Linked DNA regions of Zea mays: region 1 is linked to region 2. A link is a contact called in public Hi-C data. All regions are on one chromosome and are shown on one strand. Each heading gives the region's core, a stretch centred on a gene start, on an enhancer-like site or on the middle of the called end of the contact. The rest is flanking DNA. Distances are from core to core; before and after follow the strand shown. Region 1 holds the start of LOC103631379. Region 2 overlaps LOC100502361 (callose synthase 3).

The links. A called contact is a pair of places that touch in the nucleus more often than the background predicts.
Region 1: a Hi-C map of root tip shows a contact between it and region 2, with 3 times the contacts expected there. The contact joins the promoter of LOC103631379 here to the enhancer-like site in region 2. A contact is called at or near these places in 5 of 25 Hi-C or Micro-C datasets (ear, leaf, root tip and 1 more).

The regions. Positions count from the first base shown.
Region 1 is chr1:6,191,623-6,194,483 of Zm-B73-REFERENCE-NAM-5.0, reverse strand. It overlaps LOC103631379, which reads left to right and starts at 1,487. Exons shown (of 2, transcript XM_008652305.4): 1 at 1,487-2,861. The coding sequence starts at 2,654. LOC100276168 reads left to right here. Exons shown (of 2, transcript NM_001150018.2): 2 at 974-1,369. The coding sequence ends at 1,229.
Region 2 is chr1:6,031,209-6,034,087 of Zm-B73-REFERENCE-NAM-5.0, reverse strand. The region is part of intron 32 of LOC100502361 (callose synthase 3); the gene reads left to right. Among protein-coding and RNA genes, the nearest start is that of LOC100383093, 45 kb to the right of the region's middle. Within about 2 kb of position 1,522, at least 2 of the 20 cell types and tissues checked have an H3K27ac peak or open chromatin away from gene starts, as enhancers often do. A contact at or near this core is called in root tip, where this site is marked.

The DNA of each region.
Region 1 (2,861 bases), core at 238-2,737, 160 kb before region 2:
TAAATGGCTATGCCCAATAGCCAGGTGTGGACTTTGATGAGGTCTTCGCACCTGTGGCCCATATTGAGTTAGTGCAACTTGTGTTGGCACTCGCCGCCTAGGAGTGATGGTCGGTGCACCATATGAACGTCAACTCTGGGTTCTTAAATGGCGAGTTGGTCGACGAGATCTACGTCAGGCAGTCTCCCAGCTTCATCATTGTCGGCTTCGAGGACAAGGTGCTGCTCCTAGATAAGATGCTTTACAAACTTATAGGTACTGCACGCGTGGAATGCCAAGCTCGGCGAGATGCTGGTGGCGCTTGGCTTCAGCCACAGCACATCGGAGCATGTTGTATTGATGTCAAACAGGAGACAAAGCTGGTGCTTAGCTTCTCTAATGCTACCAGTTCAGATCCCATCAATTGGTTGTAAATGAGCTGGATTTTGATGGGATTTAGTTTTCATTCTGAACTTCAGCTCGTCTACAGGCCCCTCAGTCGAACGGGTGTGTGAATTTGTCACTTTGTAAAAATTACACGCATACTAGGAAAGAAGCATCTTTGTAATTATGATTTGACATTCTCCTTGTTTTTGTGAGTTATGCATCAGTTCTATGGTTTGTAAAACATAGCTAAGAGTCTACAGAATTCTATACACATAGAAGGAGCTATGCATGCAGTTTCATTGGCACATTCTATTGTCCCTGCTTGCATGACAGTGGTAAAGAGAGCTCATTACATTTTGATAGGAATTAAGGGCATCACATGTCCATTTTCACGTGCATCCACACACACACACATATGCATCTTTGAGTTAGCTACTTGGTTCATGACAGGGAAGTTGATCGAGCCATTATGATCATAATAACTTCTCTATGTATGGAATATGATCGCAGAACTTATGCACTGCAACTTGCATGTTCATATTCAGTAATGGCAAGGAGCACCAATTGCATTCTCTCAGTTATTACTCTTGCTATTTTTATACAGCAGGCGTTGCAGCCCTTCCGTAAGAAGATTTCATGGGTTTCAGAATGCAATAAGCTTTGGGAAGGAGCACAACAGGCAAGCCCTATTCGCTTCAGGCAGAGGTTCTCCTAGCTCCAGTGACGATGGCTCGAGTTCTCCTGATGGCCCACCTGTCCTGACCATTCTGGCAGGTGTCACCGTGTTCCTTCTTGTCCTCTGGGTCGTTGGATCGGTCGTTACCTGGATTGTGGGCTTGGTCTTTGGCGCTGCGAAATCTTAGAAGGTGGATGGTAGGCTACCAATCAGTTGTATATACTTTATTTGTGTTGGAATCGTTACATTGAATAGCTGCATTTGATGCTCTTTTTTTTCTGACGGAAAGTCTCGTTTATATAATTGCAATTGCCTTTTGTGCCGTTATCTGTCCGAGGTACTGCTTAGTTTTTATTTTTTTTCCTCGTCCTGAAAAAAAACTGCTTTACAACAGAGAGATGCTTTAGAGAAAACCTCATAGTATTTGTTGAGCATTGCAGCCTGTGCACATGCAAGGACGCCCTGGCCAGTGAATCTTTTTTTTTTCTGTGTTGCAGAGCAACGATGTTTTGCATGCCCTGTTTCTTGCTACCAGTAGCCAGTGTACAAGCACACAGTCTGCTTTCGCGTAATTTGATATTAGAGTACAGATGGTTTGAACTCGTCGTGATGCTGACGCATCATTTTTACTGCTGGCTGGTATCGCTTTCATGCTTTCAGCTTTATCTAAAGTACTTCGTACAGCTATAACGGCATTTCGTACATGTCTGGTCCTCAGAAACATTTCCGTTTTTGCATTTGTTTGTAGCTGGACGGTACAGTATGTAGTCTGAGTCTGATGTCTGATCCCTGTCTCCCCAGTTTTCGCTGCAAGATCATTCCTTCTGCTGCGTTGCACGAATGGGCGACCAACAGGGAGGTAGGCAACCAAGCTAGCACTTCTGCATTGTAGGCAACGTCCCGTTCCTATACAACACTATAGCTGTTGCACAAAGTTAGACTTTTTGAGCTATATTTTAATTCAGAAAATAAACAACTGTTGATAATAGAAGGTGTATGCCCTGTTCCTATGCAACACCACAGCTGCCACACATGGACGTCACTGTAGCAGAAACCTTCCGCTGAGCTCTGGAGCGGAAGAAGAGAGAAATGTGCACAGAGCAAGCCCGGAGTGTCAGGACGCCAAAACAGTTTCCATGGCACTGCTCATGAATCAGACCACCCCAATCCATTCGTGCCATCGCTGTCGTCACGACTCACGAGCGAGCGTGATCGCGTCTAACGGCCCGAATCATCAAGCGCTGGCAGTCACGGGAGAAATAAAAACTCGCCCGCCCATCCGGCAGGCCGTCAGTCCGGCTGCCAGGCGCGCCAGCGCGGTGGACCAGCGCGCGGCCGATGCAGTCATGCAGACCCCCCGCGTCCGGCAACGTCGCGCGGGCGCGGCACGTGAGATCCACACCGCACCCGCGCTCCCCAACGGCTATATTCGACCCGTCCCCACCAAAACCCCCCGCATTTAAATCCGCCGCGATCTCCCGCCGCTCTCCCCCCCGCATCCCATGCCCACCACCACTCGACCAAGGCACCCAGCCCTCCTTCCCTCAGCGCTTGCCGGCCGACGCACTGCTTGGTGCCTGTCTGCCTTTCTCCTTCCATTGACAGCCGTCGATGGCGACGCCGCCTCAGCAGAAGCAGCAGCCGCAGCAGGTGTCGGTGCAGCACGTGGGCAGGGCGTCCTCGGACGAGCTCCTCCGCAAGTTCGCGGACCCGGACGCGCCCCGCGCCGCCGCCACCCCGCCGCGCCGCAGCCTCAAGCGCTCGTCCCGCCGCGTGGCGTCGGGGCTCTCCGCGCGGGACTCCGACGCGTCGGCGGCCG
Region 2 (2,879 bases), core at 273-2,772:
AGGTCATCCAATAGTTGACCACTTTAAGGTGCAGCAGGTCGTCGTCTTCTCATGACTGGCACCATGGGAGCCACCAGGTGTCATCATCGGCGGGCTTCGTAGCCCTGGATTTTCCCTACGGGATGACGGGGTATGGGATGATGATGTTCTCATCCTTCTCTACCTACGACGGCAAGGACCCGTGGACTAGATCAACTATTGCGAGCAGTTGTTCTGTGGGCAGCCTTCACTTGTCGAGGCACCTATTCCGAACTTCGTTTACTGAACCCTGGCGCCCTGATCCTCGAGGCACTTCTTGCGTTGGGTGATTGGGTCCCGACGCCATGCCTCGAGGGCACTTCTTCCACTGGCCCCAGGCGTTCCGACCCTCGGGCACCTCGTGCGCCAACCATTAGCGCCCTAGTCCTCGGGACACTTTTTGTGCTTGCCCTCGGGGCATCTATTTAGCCCCTCGTGGCACTTCATGTGCCGATCACCGGCATCTTGGCCCTCAGGGCACTTCTTGCATAGGTCTCTAGGGCAACTCCTCTTTCGGCCCCTGAGTCAACTCTTTCGTCCCTATGGCATCTCAACATTAGGGACTTCCCGGTGTGACGCAAACTAGTAGGCATCCGATGGGGAAAAGGCATGGTGTTCCTTACAGGCGTGCCTTGCATAGTGCCATTGCATTTCATCACTGGTCTCCACTGGTCGCTGTTGCGATTGCTCTCAGGTCTCGACACCCACCAGATTACGCCATGGGATCTAGGGGGTTGTACACATGCCACCTTGTCGCCATAGAAACAATGACATTTGCAGCCACGACCATCAGCACAGCTCGAGGGCGAGTTGTCTTGAAGGAGCGGAGTAGTGTTATGACTAGTGGATCCATTAGGATGAGAAAATAATAAGAAAAGAATAATTTAGATTGGTTTGGTTTGTTAGAATAAAGAAAGATTTGGTTACTTAGGATAAGGAAAGATTTGGTTAGATAAGGAAAGAGATAAGTTATTGATTAGAATATTTCTTTAGGGTCAAGTAATCCTGGTCCAGATGGATTCATAGGTAAATTCTACAAGACATATTGGTCAATTATAAAAGATGTGATGGCGGTAATTTCAGAAATCTGGGGGCACAAATTTGCTCATTTTGATACAATAAATACAACATTGGTTACTCTTATTCCCAAGAGGGAGGGAGCTGAGGAGGTCAAGGATTTCAGACCTATCAACTTAGTGCACAGCATGGCAAAACTAACAACTAAGGTTCTTGCTAATCGATTGGCTCAAAAACTGCAGGATATGGTCTCACCTCGACAAAGTGCGTTCATTCAAGATAACTTCATGCTTGTGCAACAAACTGCCAGATTTTTTCATTACCAAAAGAAAGCAAGAATCCTCTTGAAACTTGACATCACAAAGGCTTTTGACTCTATTTCTTGGGCTTTCCTTCTAGAAGTTCTTCAGAAACTAGGTTTTGGACAGTTTTGGAGAGACATCATTAGTGGTCTTTTGGCAACCTCCTCCACTCAGATTCTTTTGAATGGAGTTCCAAGGAGAACTATTAAACATAGAAGGGGATTTGAGACAAGGGGACCCTTTGTCACCAATGCTATTTATACTGGTTATGGATGTACCTAGTTTTCTAGTTTCTAAAGCAGAGGAAAGGGAGCTGCTGCAACCACTATCAGCCAGGCCACTGCAGCATATGCTATCCCTTTATGCGGACGATGTGGTATTGTTTCTACAGCCAAAAGATCAAGACATTCAAGTTGTTCTCAGCATTTTGAAGCTTTTCGGGGAAGCTTCGGGGCTGCAAACTAATGTGCAAAAAAGCTGTGTTTATCCCATCCGATGCAGTGTTGGGGAGATGGAAGTCCTGCAGCAGCAGCTGCCTTGCCAGGTCTTCCTTCCCTTGCACTTATATCGGCTTGTCCCTGTCACTAATGAGACTAACCAGAGGGCTAGTGCAGCCCATTATCGATAAAGTTGCTGACCAATTACATGGGTGGAAAGCTGAATTATTGTCAAGGGCTGGGAGAAAGGTTCAAGTTCAATATGTGATGACAGGAAAACTTATTTACCTCGCAATGGCTGTTGATTTGCCTCCAGGAGCTCTCAAGGCTATAGATAAAATTGGGTTGTAGACCAATTGAGTTGGGAGGGATTCATACGGAAAGGAAGAGAGGTTAGTTGTGGTCACTGTTTAGGGGCGTGGGGAAGGGTTTGTAGACCAATTGAGTTGGGAGGGATGGGTATTTTCAGCCTAAAAGAATTGGGTTGGGCCCTTAAAATGAGATGGCTGTGGTTGGCCAAAACTGATCCTTCTAAGCCATGGGCATTCCTACCTATACACCTCTCTGAAAAGGTTAGATATTTCTTTTCAGCTGTAATGTATACTGAAATTGGAGATGGTGCTTCAACCCTGCTTTGGCAAGACCGTTGGATTTTGGGAAAAAGAATAGAAGACTTTGCTCCTAGATTGATTGCGGCTCTTCCCAAGCAATACAGAAAGTGCAGAATTGTTCAGGACACTCTTGCAGATAACAAATGGATAACTGATATTAAGGGTGTGCTTACTGTCGGGGTGCTTGTAGATTTTCTTGACCTATCTTTTTTCTCGAACGCGCAAGAGACATGCACATTTTTTCATTAAGTAGGAATAGAAAAAGATCCAAAATGGATCAGTACAAGAAGACCCCCATTACGGTGGTCGAAAACAAAGAAACAAAAATACATCCATAAATAAAAGGAAACAGAAACTACTTTGACCTAAAGACCTGGGATTGGGGCTGTTAAGAGATCTAAGTTTGTAGCCCCTCCTAACACCCACAGGTCCCTTTCCTCCTCAGTTCTCTTGATGGCTTCATTAAGACAGGGAGAAAGGCCGTCAAAAACACA